3 separate regions of the Mus musculus genome follow, and regions 1 and 2 are each linked to region 3. Evidence: chromatin contacts called from public Micro-C and promoter capture Hi-C data. All regions are on one chromosome and are shown on one strand. Each heading gives the region's core, a stretch centred on a gene start, on an enhancer-like site or on the middle of the called end of the contact. The rest is flanking DNA. Distances are from core to core; before and after follow the strand shown.

The links. Promoter capture Hi-C pulls out the DNA fragments that hold promoters and counts their contacts. Hi-C and Micro-C count contacts between places; a contact is called where the count stands out from the background.
Region 1: a contact with region 3 is called in a promoter capture Hi-C map of pre-B cells. The contact joins the promoter of E030007A22Rik here to the promoter of Fam120a in region 3. A contact is called at or near these places in 4 of 39 promoter capture datasets (the C10 cell line, neural stem cells, neutrophils and 1 more), 1 of 484 Hi-C or Micro-C datasets (bone marrow-derived macrophages) and 3 of 115 datasets of contacts at active chromatin or transcription factors (the 230-238 cell line, bone marrow-derived macrophages and effector CD8 T cells).
Region 2: a Micro-C map of embryonic stem cells shows a contact between it and region 3, with 2.9 times the contacts expected there. The contact joins the promoter of Barx1 here to the promoter of Fam120a in region 3. A contact is called at or near these places in 8 of 39 promoter capture datasets (cranial neural crest, embryonic stem cells, frontonasal cranial neural crest and 4 more), 5 of 484 Hi-C or Micro-C datasets (LSK cells, embryonic stem cells and nephron progenitors) and 19 of 115 datasets of contacts at active chromatin or transcription factors (T-cell acute lymphoblastic leukemia, cardiomyocytes, craniofacial prominence and 11 more).

What each region holds. Positions count from the first base shown.
Region 1 is chr13:49,255,873-49,260,430 of GRCm38.p6, forward strand. It overlaps E030007A22Rik (a long non-coding RNA gene), which reads left to right and starts at 2,225. Exons shown (of 2, transcript XR_003950519.1): 1 at 2,225-3,292.
Region 2 is chr13:48,661,046-48,665,257 of GRCm38.p6, forward strand. Barx1 (BarH-like homeobox 1) reads left to right here and starts at 1,991. Exons shown (of 4, transcript NM_007526.4): 1 at 1,991-2,294; 2 at 3,981-4,212. The coding sequence starts at 2,072. Gm36606 (a long non-coding RNA gene) reads right to left here and starts at 1,747. Exons shown (of 4, transcript XR_382336.3): 1 at 1,494-1,747.
Region 3 is chr13:48,965,751-48,970,314 of GRCm38.p6, forward strand. Fam120a (family with sequence similarity 120, member A) reads right to left here and starts at 2,310. Exons shown (of 18, transcript NM_001033268.3): 1 at 1,605-2,310. The coding sequence starts at 2,078. It overlaps Fam120aos (family with sequence similarity 120A, opposite strand), which reads left to right and starts at 2,362. Exons shown (of 2, transcript NR_015601.1): 1 at 2,362-2,854; 2 at 3,188-4,155.

The DNA of each region.
Region 1 (4,558 bases), core at 975-3,474, 290 kb after region 3:
CCTCTATCATCATACTAAGGACTGGACCTTCAATAAGTGAACTTTTGGGGCAGTTAACGATTTCCACATTATAGCATCCCTCAAAACTCTCCTAGCCTCCAACGATATCCAACTCCCAAGCTACCTACACACTCTCCAGCACCTGTGACAGCAACCTCCCCCCCACAAACCCCCCCTTCCTTCCCCACCCCTACATGTGTACCTATCACACAATCAGCAGCAGCCTTTTGTAACCCTTCTGTGCAGGGTACCAAACTTGACAAGCCTAGGCTCACAGGTGCTTACTCTCTGCACTCAGAACAGTGGTTCTTAACCTTCCTAACTCTGTGACCCTCATGCAGTGCCTCACGCTGTCGTTACCCCAATCACAACGTTATGTTGCTGCTACCTCATAGGTGGAAATCATAATGTAAACATCTGTGCTTTATGATGGTCTTAGGTGACCCCTCCGATCGAGTCGTTTGACTTGCAAAGGCGTCGTGACCGATAGATTGACAACTGCCAACTTAGAGCTACCAGTCTAAAACAGAGGTTTCTGCTTGGTCACACTCTGAAGACTTTGGGGAATGGTTCTACCTGGGTCTCCCCAGTTTCTGTTGATCCTGAAAACCCTCACTGTGATACAGCCCAGCCGTTCATGCATGCCTGTCTCAGGCTCATACAGTGGGACCTGCATCTCTCGAGGTATCCTTCCTCAGTTCCTCCTTTAGACCTTCAGCCTTTTGCCTCTGACCCTGAGGCCCTGACAGCTATGATGGTCCATTGTCCCTATTATTGACTAGATAAAGAGTCACCATTGAGACCCCTCTGAATGTGTCTGTGCAGGAGTTTTCAGAACAGGAAAGACCCACCCCAAGTGAGAAAAACACCAGCCCAAGGCCTGGGATGCTGAACTCAATGAAAAGAAGAATGTGGCCTGAGCACCAACATTCATCACTGCTGCCATGACTTCCCTGCTCTGACAGGCCATACCCTCAGATCCTGTGTCAAAGCAAACCCTTCCTCTTTTTAAGTTGCCTTAGTCATTCCTTTGTCTCAAAAGTGAAAGAAGACACAAATGGAACTCAAGCCCCTGGCCCTCAGCCCTATGTCATCTTCAGGTGAGCCCAGCTAGTGTTTCAGGAGACTCACCTCAGCAGCACTGTGGGCCCCAGCAAAGATACAGGTCCCAAATGCTCTTTTTCCTGCTGGTCCCATGAGATATGCTAGGATTTGGGCTCTGTAATAAACTTCGTCTTTTTGCCACTTTGGTCAAAGTATCCCCACGTGTCCTGGATCTCGCTGAAGCCCCTCACAAATCACAGCAATGACCTCATCTGAGGTTCTGGGATGACAGGGATCAGGGGCACCATCAATACTTTACACAATACACCCTGTATCAGCATTTGTCCTCATTGTCTTGCTTGTCACCTCCCTTGACTGCAGTCCAAATAAATTCCTTGAGCCTGAACCTGTGTTGCAGAGTCTGTTCCAGAGAGCAGCAGGGTCATCCTCTGTGAGAGGGAAAAGACAGACGCTGCGTCCAGTGAGACTCTGCGAAGACAGAGGACTCAGTGTCACACGTCATCTTGCTCCCTAAGAGGTGGGCTGCTTTGAGATGAAAAGCTGTCTCCCCTAGAAATGGATGGGCTTTGCTGCTGTTAGTAGTTTTCCTATTGTCCTTTGGAGATAGGACTTGCTTTTCTTCAAAAGGGGCAATGATTTACATCTTTGAGTTTTGATAAAGAAAGGGAAAGCCAGGCTCCCTTTTGGATTGGAGACTCTTGAAGAAAGGGGGTGTTGTATTTGTATGGGTTGTCAGGGCCCTGAAAACTGAGCTTCCTGTAGGGCAGGTATGGCTCTGGCAGGATAGAAAGGGTCTCATATTTCACCGGAGTGCTGTGAGCCTGGTTTGTGAATGCAGGAAATGTGAGCAAGACAAGAGATTCTAACAGACATTGCTGGTCCCTGTCGGCAGCTGCTGTGTGGGACAGGTCAGTTCTTTGTAGAAGGTCTGATCTAATAGGAAATCAATGTTCTGATGTCTCTTCCTGAGGCGAAATCAGAAATCAGCCTCCATGAGAACATCTTCCTTCTGGTTCCAAAAAGGTCTAAACTTTTGGGTAGCTTGCTCCTCTCATGGTCATAGGACCCTCCATCTTGAGTCACATGGCCACTCTGAGCCAATCCCTGGGATTGAAGGAACTGGGTTCTTGCTACTCCTACCCATGTAATGGATGAAGAGCAGAGCACCTACTTCTTAGCATACCTTTCACTTTCACTTTCCCAGAACTCAGGGGTGCAGCCCCCATTTCTTCTCTGAGATGATCCATGTTCCTGAGACCTGTTCGGACAGTCTCCTGTTGTCCCACATCACCTGGTGGCACAGTCTCTTGTTGTCCTGCATCTTGCCCCAGCTGGTCAAAGATGGCAGAGTCCAATCCCTAGCCAGCATATCTTGGCTTGGCAAGCAGGGAAATAAAGCACAGAGAGAACAAAGATGGCAGACAAGGTGGGTACCATCCTGAGACATCTGGGGATGCTCCTACCGAAGGCAACATCTGGGTATGTGCTTCCTATGGCCCAGCAGGGAGAAGTGTTTAGGTCCTTCAGCTCCAAAAGCAAACTGGTAGGTTGGGAGGTGACCCAGTGTTGCTGTGGGACCATACCATTGGTGGCTAAGAGGTAGTTTTCCTGGGGATTGCAGGAGGGTGCCAGAGCTCCTACCTGAGAGCAGGCACCCAACTCAGACATTCATGGGCTGGGCAGGCTAAAGAAGCTTGGCGTTAGTGGTCTGGAATGTGTAGAATGTTGGTGGAGGCTGCTGCTTTCTCAAAGTCTGTCTGCCCTGATCTGGCTGCATCCCACCTGTCTCACCCAGACCTGTAGCTCTGGAATTCTGACACCCAGCAACCAGAGGTGGAGCTCCGGTCTGGGAGAGGGAACCTGTGGTCTGGGTGGGTTCTCTCTCTCTCTCTCTCTCTCTCTCTCTCTCTCTCTCTCTCTCTCTCTCTCTCCTCACCAGGAATGTTCTACCTATAATGATGGATGACCATGGGAGAAGAGTTGTGGGCTGGCAGCTATCCACTGTTGGAGGACTGTCTGGAAATACTGAAAAGGGTGGACAGGCTTAGACCCCACCCATGGACAGCTGGCCTCACCCATGCCTGTGCAGAACTCTGCAAGGAAGGCAGTTCCAGGTAGCCACTGAACGATCTAGTCATGGGATCACTGCGCAGGCAGCAGCCTCTATGACTCCTGGTTGGGCACAGACTTTTCCTTGCCGTACCCCTGAGATCTACCTAATACAAAGGTGAGCACCTCTGTTTCCTGGGCACCCAATACATGTACAAGTTGCTAAAAGGCATCAAGAGAGGTCTTGGAGTAATTGGTGCTTAATGCCAAACCCCAAAGATTATACAGGTGGCAGAGAGGGTTGGTGGCCAGCTGTCTCTGAAGCTGATCTCTCTTCCCTGGGACTGTGGGGGATGAAGCCAGTGCTGGGGCACAGTGGGGATGGTGTGCCAGGTGAGGCGGTCCGTGGGCTGAGTGCTAACATAGCAGCTGGGTTTTTCCCTGTGTGGGACCCTCCTCTCCTGGTTTTACACCATTTCCCATGCACTTGGATATAAAAGTCTTTTGTGATGTTGTCCTTTACTGTCGTCTTGACAGGATTTGCAGTCACCAAGACAAACGTGCTCACACCTATGAGAGTATTTCCAGAGAGGGTTAATTAGCAGAGAGGGCACCATCTCAGGGCTTGGGGTCCTGGACTGAATAAAAAGGGAAAATGGAGCTGAGCTAGCAGCAGCATTTCTCACCCCCTGCTGCCTGACTGGATACAAAGTGACCAGCTGCCTCAAGCTCGTGCCTTCTCCCCCCAAGTCCTGTGAAGGACCATAACCTCACACCTGTAAAATCCCTTCCATCCATGTTTTTCTTTTTGTCAGAACAAAGAAAAAAGTAACCAATACAGAAAATTGGTACCTGGGAGTAGGGCTGGAGTAAACCTGACCAGGCTGTTCTTAGACCTTTGGAATGGGGTGGGCAAGAGGAAAGCCCTAGAGTTCTCGGTGAAAATAGAGACTAATGGGCCATGAGAGAAACCGAGGAGGGCCTGGCTCATGAGGTCTCCAGAGAGTTAAGGACTTTCTTTATGGGCAACCAGCCTATGTGTGTGACATTCTGGCAAAGAATCTCATCTTCAACCATGCTTTGTCCATGTCCCAAAAGCCTGAGTGAGGCTGAACTCAAAGGTAATAGGCTAACTGGTTTGGTGGAGGATACTTCAAGACAGAATAGCAGGCAGCCCGTGGCTCGGCCACTGTTGGCTCTTCTCAGAAACGGGAGCAGCAAGCTATGAAGAGTGCAGCTCAGCGAGTAAGGGTGTGTAAAGTCCCACGAGGCCTTGCTGGGAAAGCAGCTGTTGTTGTTAAAGACTTAACACCCTTAAAGGGAAACATCAGTTCACCACCAGGACAACAGGCAAGGTACCCGGCAACTCAAGATTCCACCTATGAAAGGCTCTCACTTGTAGACTGCAGATCCATTCGAAAGGAGGGAGCCTGGGTGGTAAGTA
Region 2 (4,212 bases), core at 741-3,240, 310 kb before region 3:
TGGAATGCCTGAACCAGTCCTTGGATTGAGTTGTATTGAGAAAGGAGGTTGTTGGCCAAGATTCCTATGTCCTGAGTAGACACCGACTTTCCTTTCTGTTCAGTGGGAAGATGCCCATTGCCACTCTGTCTCTGATATGTGTGCGGGTGGTCTTAGTGGGTCCTGTATCACCCTTCTAAAGAGTTATTTTGGTTACCTGATTATCCCCTTTCAGGAGTCTAAAGCAACGGGAAGCCACTAAAGACTGCTTCCCTTCAGTCCTGATGGTGGTCTCCTGACTCAGAAAGTCGCTGCACATTTGGCTGAGCTGTAGCAATGAGCTTTGGGGGGGGGGGGTCTGCATCTCAGCAGAACATTTGGAAAGATGCCCTTTGTCCCCTTCCCAGGCTCAATGGTCAAAGGCTATTGGTCATTTCTTAGTGTCCCGGATGCTACAGTCCAGTAGGCTTCTGAGCCCTCCACCCCAACCCCGTCAGCAGGCAGAAGAAATTATTTCAACTTGGAGAGTTGGGATATAGTGTGATGAACTCAGTTTCCCAGCAGTGAGGGCTTAGGCTCTGTGGAGAGCATTCGTGGGAAGTAGGAGTGGCTTAAAACATGGAGTCCAGTCTAGGAAGGCTGGACAGGGTGGAGACAGAACCCAAGACTCCTGAGAGAGGCAGATAGGAAATACAGCAAGTCCTCTCCTAGCCTCCTGAGGACACCCTACCCTTCTTGCTACCCCTGAACAGCTGGCATGGGTCACCCTGGGTATAGAAAAGTCTCACCTTCCATCCCCACAAACTCCCTGGAGCCAAGAGTCAAGTCTTCCAGACTTGAGACAGCTCAGAAACTGTCAGTGCCAAGACTCAAAGAGGCACACTCAACAGAGGTTAATTTGGGGAGAGAAAAAGAGAATGATCTAACAGCCCCATCTTTAGTCCTGTGAGAGACTGGAGGCTCAGAGATGGAGCTAGGTCCCCAGACTCTCAGAGTATTCCATGATCCCCTGCCTCAAAGTTCATCCAGTGACAGTCTTTCCCCTTTTTATTCATCTGCCCTTATTCTATCCCTTGCTCTAAGTAAACATAACTCAGCCCACTAAGTCTGGTGGTTGCCAGAGAAAATGTGTCCAGGTAAGCTTAAATTAGAAATTTAGGTAAATCCTAGTTGGAGAATCTTTTTTTTTTTCTCCCAGGGTAGCTTCAGAGATTTGAGATCAAAATGGTAAACTGAGGTTGGGGTGGACAGGGAAGGGGGGGAAGTGGTGCACAGGCATGGTCACCACCCTGCGAGTTACACCCCGGTGTATTGCACTGGATCCCTACAGCATCTCGCAGACCTGGGAAAGCTGTTTAAGGCTACCCCTTTCCCAGCTTGGCTTTTGCCCCTCCTCCTCACCACCACTCCAGCCCCTCCCCATCCCACCCAGTCCGCTGGCCTTGCTGCTGTGCCCTCCCCGTGCCCTCCTGCACCTCTGGGGCTCTCTCCTCTCTACGTCTCGGCGCACTCACGTCTAAGAGGCGTCTTGGACACCTTCACATCACTGCCTAGGATCCTGCGTGGTCCTTGCTGTCTGTCTTCAGACTTTTTCACGCCTCTCATTCAAGATCCTCGGTTTGCCCATCTCCGCAGTGTCCTATCCTCAGGGCTGTCCTCTTGGGCGAGCTCTCCTCTTTTTCCCTTGGTCCCGGCCTGCGAGCCCCTATCCCGGGCTCTTTCCCTCCTTCCCTCCTCTCAACCTCCTTTCCTCCCTCCTGGGTCCCTCCCTCCGGCTGGGCCTAGTGGGTGGGGGGCGGCAGCGCGGGGCGGGGCGGGGCAGGGCGGGCGGGGCAAGGCAGTGACGCGGGGCTGGCCAGGCTAGAGGCGCGGCGGCGCGGGGCGGGGACGCAGTCCCGGGTCCGACTGGCCGAGCCCCGCGCGCCCCGCCCGCGCCCTGCGCCTCCGCCCGGCCAGCCGGCGGGGGAGGGGGCATGAGCCGGCGCCCGCGCGCCGCCGCGAGCTGCGGGCCGGCCTAGAGCCCCGCGCGGGCCCCGCGCCGGAGCTTAGCCGCCGTCGCTTCCTAGCCGCGGGCGCATCCCCGGGAGCCGCGATGCAGCGGCCAGGGGAGCCGGGAGCCGCGCGCTTCGGTCCGCCCGAGGGCTGTGCGGATCACCGACCGCATCGCTACCGCAGCTTCATGATCGAAGAGATCCTCACTGAGCCTCCGGGGCCCAAGGGCGCAGCGCCCGCGGCCGCCGCTGCCGCCGCGGGCGAGCTGCTCAAGTTCGGCGTACAGGCGCTGCTGGCCGCCCGGCCCTTCCACAGCCACCTGGGTACGTGCAGCGGCCGCCGCGCAGAGGACTGGGCTTGGCGGGCGGGTGGGAGTCGGAGACCTGGGGTTGTCCGTAATTCATCCTCTTTCTCCCCTGTTTCTGGAGCGACCTGGGATGCAGCTCAGCGCAGGCCCGAGGCACCTACCTCTCTTCGCGCACTCCAACGGGAAAGTGGAGGGTGCGAGCAATGAGCTAGGCAGAAACCAGGCCTTGTGTCCTCGCGTCAGACCAGAAGAGAGTTTGTCTTCTGCTTCAGGGCGGCTTCGAGTTTTTTCGAATCGGGTGATAGGCGAGGCCAGGAGCCAGAGACCGCATCCCTATGGTTGCTACAAAATCAATCTACCGAGCACTCTGGATCAAAATGACTTCAAACCAGGGGAAGCCTGAGTTTCGCGGTAGGGTTGGCTGGGCATAACAGTAGCTGCCCAGACTGGGAAAGCTCTGGAGAAGAGGGTCGTGTCGCATAGTGTTGGATGCCCAAGCCATCCAGGAGCCTTTCAGAACCCCGTGCTTTCCAGTCAGCAACCGACCGAGGCCTGTGCTGCGGCCAGGGTCTCCGTAGGCCTTGTTTGAGGGAAAGAGGCCTGGTTGTGATCCGCTGCCCAGTTGGTCCTTCCATCCCGAGATCTGCTGGGCTTTCGTGCGTCTTGAAGCACTTGCTCAGATCTTTTCTGTCTCCGTCTTGTCTCTTGGGAGATTGTGAGGCAGTCTGCCCTGTACTGCATCTCGGCTTAGGGCTTAGTGACTCTCTTTGGTTGACCTCCTTCCTAGCCTTTTGGTAAAGTGGATCTGTCTCCCCTCTACCTCTCCCCCTCCGCAAGATTCTCTTCCCACTTCCTGCTATGTTTTCTATGCTCCCCTTACCCTGATGGTTCTCAGCCAGGCAGATCCATCCTTTCCAGTATCTCTTTTAGGAGAAGCCTACCAGGAAAGGAAGCGTCCAATATAGACTCCAGCTCAGCTAGCGGCCTCCGGAACCGGCCCCAGATTCTGTCCAGTCTTGGTAGCAGCCAGTCCAGTTTGCCTCTTTGATGTTCATCTGGTTCACAGCCTCTCTGCTGCCGTTCACTATAAAAGGACTCTGTTGTTGGCAATTCGTTTGAAGCGGGCAAACAGCCGATTTAGGGCTAAAGAACATGGAGAGGTCTTCATGCTTCTTGGGGGGAGGGGGTCTGAACAGAGGAAACAAGAAAGACAATTTTCAGGTTCAAAGGATGCTTTGGTGACCCTTTCCTCGCCAATGTCCAAGCCTCAGCCAGTGATGTAGGTACAGCGCCCAGAAAAACAAATGCTCACATTCCACAACGTTCTTTTCCCAATGCAAAAGCTCCCCCACCCCCGCCCCCGCTTCCAAATTCACCCGTTTCTTCTTAGTTTCTCTTTTTCACGAAAGGCATACTCTATGTCCTCGGAGCAGCGAACTTGCTCTAAAGCATCCTGAAATCTCGGAGCCTACTGGCTCATGGGGACTCCAAAAAAGAGCAAAGGATGCGAGGGATACTCTTTTCTAGACTCCTCGGGATAGCTACCTGAAGGAGGGTCGCCCAGGATGCTGGGTTTAAATCCCCAGGGAGTGGCTGGTTCGGGCTCCCAAACGCAGCAAAGCGCTGTGGCGTGGGAGGCTGGAATCCAGTTCACCCAGATCTTTCTCTCTTCTCTCTCTCCCCTTCTCTCTTTGCTCTGTAGCGGTGCTGAAGGCTGAGCAGGCCGCAGTGTTCAAGTTCCCACTGGCGCCGCTCGGCTGCTCCGGGCTGGGCTCGGCGTTGTTGGCCGCCGGGCCTGGGATGCCCGGCCCCGCAGGCGCATCGCACCTGCCGCTGGAGCTGCAACTCCGCGGGAAGCTGGAAGCAGCTGGCTCTGGTGAACCTGGCGCGAAAGCCAAGAAAGGACGCCGGAGTCGCACCGTATTCACTGAGCT
Region 3 (4,564 bases), core at 1,060-3,559:
TTCCTGGGCCAATCACCAGGCATCCAGCCACCCCCACCCACACACTTAAACACAACTTCACCAATTGCAACAGGACCCTGGGTGGGACTTCCGCAATCATTTTAGGCTTAACTACCACCATCACCACTGCCAGCAGGGATGGTCAGGAAGAGGGAGACATGCTAAAAGTTGTAACTCAAGCTCAGTTTCCAAAGAAAAGAGCAAGTTGGAAGACAGTAGCAAGTCTTAAAAACTCAAACAGCCTCACCCCTCCCCAAAGAAGTGTTTAAAAAAAAAATCATGAAAATGCAAAGCTATTCAAAGTTGAGGATCAGTTAGGTGCTCGGCTCTCAATCAACCTCGGAGCCCTTAAGTTCTCTGGCCCAATTCTGGCTGCAGAACCTTCTGCCAACGGGACAGCAGAGGGCTAACATGTGGAGCTCTCCCTCCTTACCCACCAATCAGGGCTAGTGAAGGTCACTCAACACTTCCTGTGCAGCAGAAAAACAGCTCTCACAAGCTCCTGCCTATGCCAAACGACCCCCAAATTCTTCTTCCTGGTCCTAATTGCTACCTTCATAGTAGACATACAGAACTGAACCACTTTAAAACTCAGAGAACTGACAAGAGCCCATCTCATCAAATTCACAGTACCATGAAATCTAAAACCAAAACGTTACCATAGACAATTTCTCCAAACATCTCATTTTCAAAGGTAGAAGAGCAGGGCATCTGCCTTGAGAATTAAGAGATCAGCCCTGGTTTATAACAAGGTTCCTTCCTCTCCCACAGCTTTGGAGGCTCTGTTTTCAGCTTCCTGTGCCTAAGGTCCTGGCAATATACTCTCATTATTTATTCTCCAGACTTCCAAGATAAACCTGTTGCTGGGAAAGAGTGGGTTAATTTCGACAGATGGGTATATGCTTAAGGATAAGGCCAGTGGGTAGCCTGTCGGCCTCTCAGGGGAGGAGAAAGACTGAGGATGTGGGAGACGACACCACCGATCCCACTTTGGGTGAGGGTCTATCCACCAGCCTCAAGTGTCATATGAACAAGTCTATGGGCCCACAGAGGCCAGAGAGTAGGGAGGAATGTGGTGGGTAGACTTCAACCACACCAGGCCTAAAGGCCCGGGCATCCATCTTGCTCTAGGGCCCCTCTGCCTAGCTTGCATCAAGCCTGGGCATGGTGACACGCTATGTCCCGAGAGGGGCCCTGAGAGACACTGAAGCCTGCTGAGGCCTTCCACGGGCAGGGGCACCCAGGACTCACTCTGGGCTAGGCTGGGCTTCCCGGAACTAGTTCAGCGCTGACAGTGACCTAAGAGACCTCCCAAGTCCAACCCAAATCCAAGCCCAAAAAGACCCTAGGCCAAGCCCCAAACCCCTGGGCCAAGGAACCTCAGACTCAACTCTGATCGCTACCCAAGCAATCCCAGGCCCAGCCCGAAGCGCGAAGAGGCCTGTAGCCCAACTGTGACTCCTGTCCAAGTGACCCCAGACCCCAACCCTGACCCAAACCCGAAGGGAATCGGTCCAAAGGGCACCAGGCCCGATCCTGACTCAGGCCCAAAGAGACCCCAGCCCCAGCCCTGGGAGACCCCGGCGAACCGGCTGCAGCCGCACCTTGACGTGGAAGCGGATGAGCGCCAGGCGGATGCAGTGGGCCATACAGACCGGAGGCAGGAACCAGACCTTGGGCGGTGGCGTGCCCTTGTTCTGGACATGGCTGACGATCTGCTGCGCTGTCTGGCGCTCGTTGCCCTGCCGCTTGACCCACTCGTGCAGCCGGGCCTTCTCGAGCGCGCCATTGAAGAAGACGAAGAGCTCGATGTTGCCTCCGAAGCAGGCCTTGGCCAGAGCCGCCAGGTAGCCGAGCATGTGGTTCCACTGGCCGCCGCTCACCCAGTCGGTGTAGAAGCCACCGTACAGGCGATGCAGGCAGTTGTCGGCATCCACCAGCAGGCGCAGCGGGGTCTGCGGGGGCCGCTGCCGCCCGCCGCCCACCAGGCTGCCCCGGGCCAGCTTCTGCAGCTCCACCGGCACCACGGCGCTCGGACAGTGCTTCTCGATGTAGTCCTGGAAGCCCTGCACGCCCATGGCGGCGGCGGCGGGGCGCGCGCGCGCGGGCGGCGGCGGGGCCGGCGGCGGCGGGGCTGGGGGCGGCAGGGCCGTGGCGCGGCCGGCGGGCGCGGGCAGCCTCAGGGCTGGCTGGGGCTGGCCGGGGGCGCGCTCACGGCCGCCGCGGCCGCCATGTGCTGCCGCCTCCCAGGGCCATGTCTGGGGAGGGACCTGCGCCGCCGCCGCGCTCTGCGAGGCCGAGGCCGAAGCTGGGCCGGGCGGGGCGGCGCTGACGTCGGGCCCGCCCGCGCGGACGCGGGAGGCGGAAGAGGCGGCGCCGGGGCCGCGGCCGGGCTCCCGGGGCGGCGGCGGCGGGGCGGAGAAGGCGGAGCGCTACTCGGCTTGTCGGGCCCTTTAGGGGGCCGCAGCCGGGCGGGTTCGGGGAGGCGCCTGGGCCCGTGCAGGCCGCGCCCGGAGGCCGCGGCCTCCGAGGCTGGCTCCGCCCCGCTCGCGGCTGCGGGCCCGGTAGGCGTGGCCGGCAGCCAGCGCTCCTCCTCCGCCGCGTGTGTCGCGCGGCGGGGTTAGGGGGAGCCTGGAGCCCGGGAGCGCGAGCCGCGGAGGAGGACGGCGGCGACAAGATGGCGTCGCTCCCGGGACGGGACGGCGGCTTCACGGCCTGGTGTCGGGACCCGGCTGAGGAGACTCCCCGAGAGGGGCAAGCCTCCCCGGCGTGCGCCGCCCTCCGGAGACGAGCGGACGTGCGCTGCCTCCAGGGGCTCGGGCTGCGAGGGTCCGGCTAAACCCAGGCGCCGACGGTACGTATGCTGAGCCAGGACCAAACGTTCTGAAGGAGAAGCTGTCCGCTGGGGACCTGGGCACGTAGCTCAGTTGGCACAGTGCTTGTCTGGGATCTTCGATCGCCCAGGGTTCGATTCCCGCGTGTTGCTTAGGCCGTAATCCCAGCATTCTGAAGTGGAGAGTAGAGGATCAGAGAAGTTCAAGGTCATTCCATCCAATTGGAAGCCAGCCTGGGCTACATGAAACCCGCCTCCCGCTCCCCCTTCCCCCAAGAAAAAGGAGCGGTTTTTTTTGTTTGTTTTGTTTTGTTTTTTTGCTTACCTTCAATTTTTCATCTGTTCTTTTTCTAGACAAGCCGCTGCTGGAGCGGGGTGCACTGGACACAGGAGTGACCCATCCATCGCACAGAACACCAAGTTCATGCAGACTCAAAGCCCCCCATCAGAGTCTTCGAGAATAGGCAAACTGAATTCTATAGTTTCTTTTAATTTTTTTTTCTTTTAAAGACTATTTTTATTCTTTGACAGTTTCATGCGTGTATACAATGAACTGTGATCATAACACCCCATTCTTCCACCAATCTCAAACACAGGCTCCTGTGATGTAGACAGATGAAATGCGCTTAGGGCCTTGATGGATTTTCCTTAATTTTTTTAAACCCGATACGTTATGCCACTTATGTATAAAATTAGTGATGAGGCCACTAGTCCGCCTAGCTGAGTAGAAAACTTAATCCCAGAGTAAGTAATTCCATGTCATTTAGAAATTAAGATTACACTTAAAGCCTCACTAAATAATAACATCCCCCAAAATAATCAAGTTTTATGTAATTCACAGCTAGTATACAAGATTGCACATGAATCACTTGTATTTTCTTAACAAGATTACATTCCATATATATTTCATTCACTTGTTTAGGTTTGTGTTTATTTTTGTTGTGGTTTCTTGTTTGCTGGCCTGCTTGGGCTAGCCCTTTGCCATCCTGACTGCCTGGCCTGTTTTTTATTTCTTTTAAACATTACTGCTTTTATTTATTTATTTTAAAAAGGGAGAGGGGAGAAAGCTTTTGTGCTAGCACCCATGATTTTGGAATTAAGCATACATTTTATTTTAAGACCGTAGGATGGTGATCCTTCTAAAAGAAAGTATCACTCTCCTTAAGAGAGCCTTGGCTTTCTGTGGCCTCCCAGGTTGTTATACAGATGTTAGCAATGCCAGCTTTTGTAGTCACTTCTGTACTCTGTGATTGTATAGACTGTGCTTTGGAATTTTGAGAACTTTAAAATTCATTTTCATAATAAAAGCCCTCAAAATTTCATCATGCTTGCTTTCCCTGTTTAACTGTGTATGCCCTCCAAACTTATTAATGATTGGGAAATTGTTTGGCTAACAACGCTATAAAGAAAATTCAGGAGTTGAGTGATGTTTAAATTTTCTAAATATCTAAATCCTATTTGAAAAATACTAAATCTTAGAGTCTGCTTGGGAATACAATATGATTAGGGACTTTTTTTTCTCCATTTAGGGCTGTATTAGAGAAACTTTTCATGAAGTGATTACCACACTACTGAGGGGAAAAATAAATGAATAATACTGCATGACCATAGACTTCCAAGAATTCTCACCCTTTTAATTCCAGAACTCAGGATGCAGAGGCAGGTGGACCTGGGTGAATTGAAGGACAATCTTCTGTACCTAATGAGTTCCAGGTCACCAGTGCTACACAG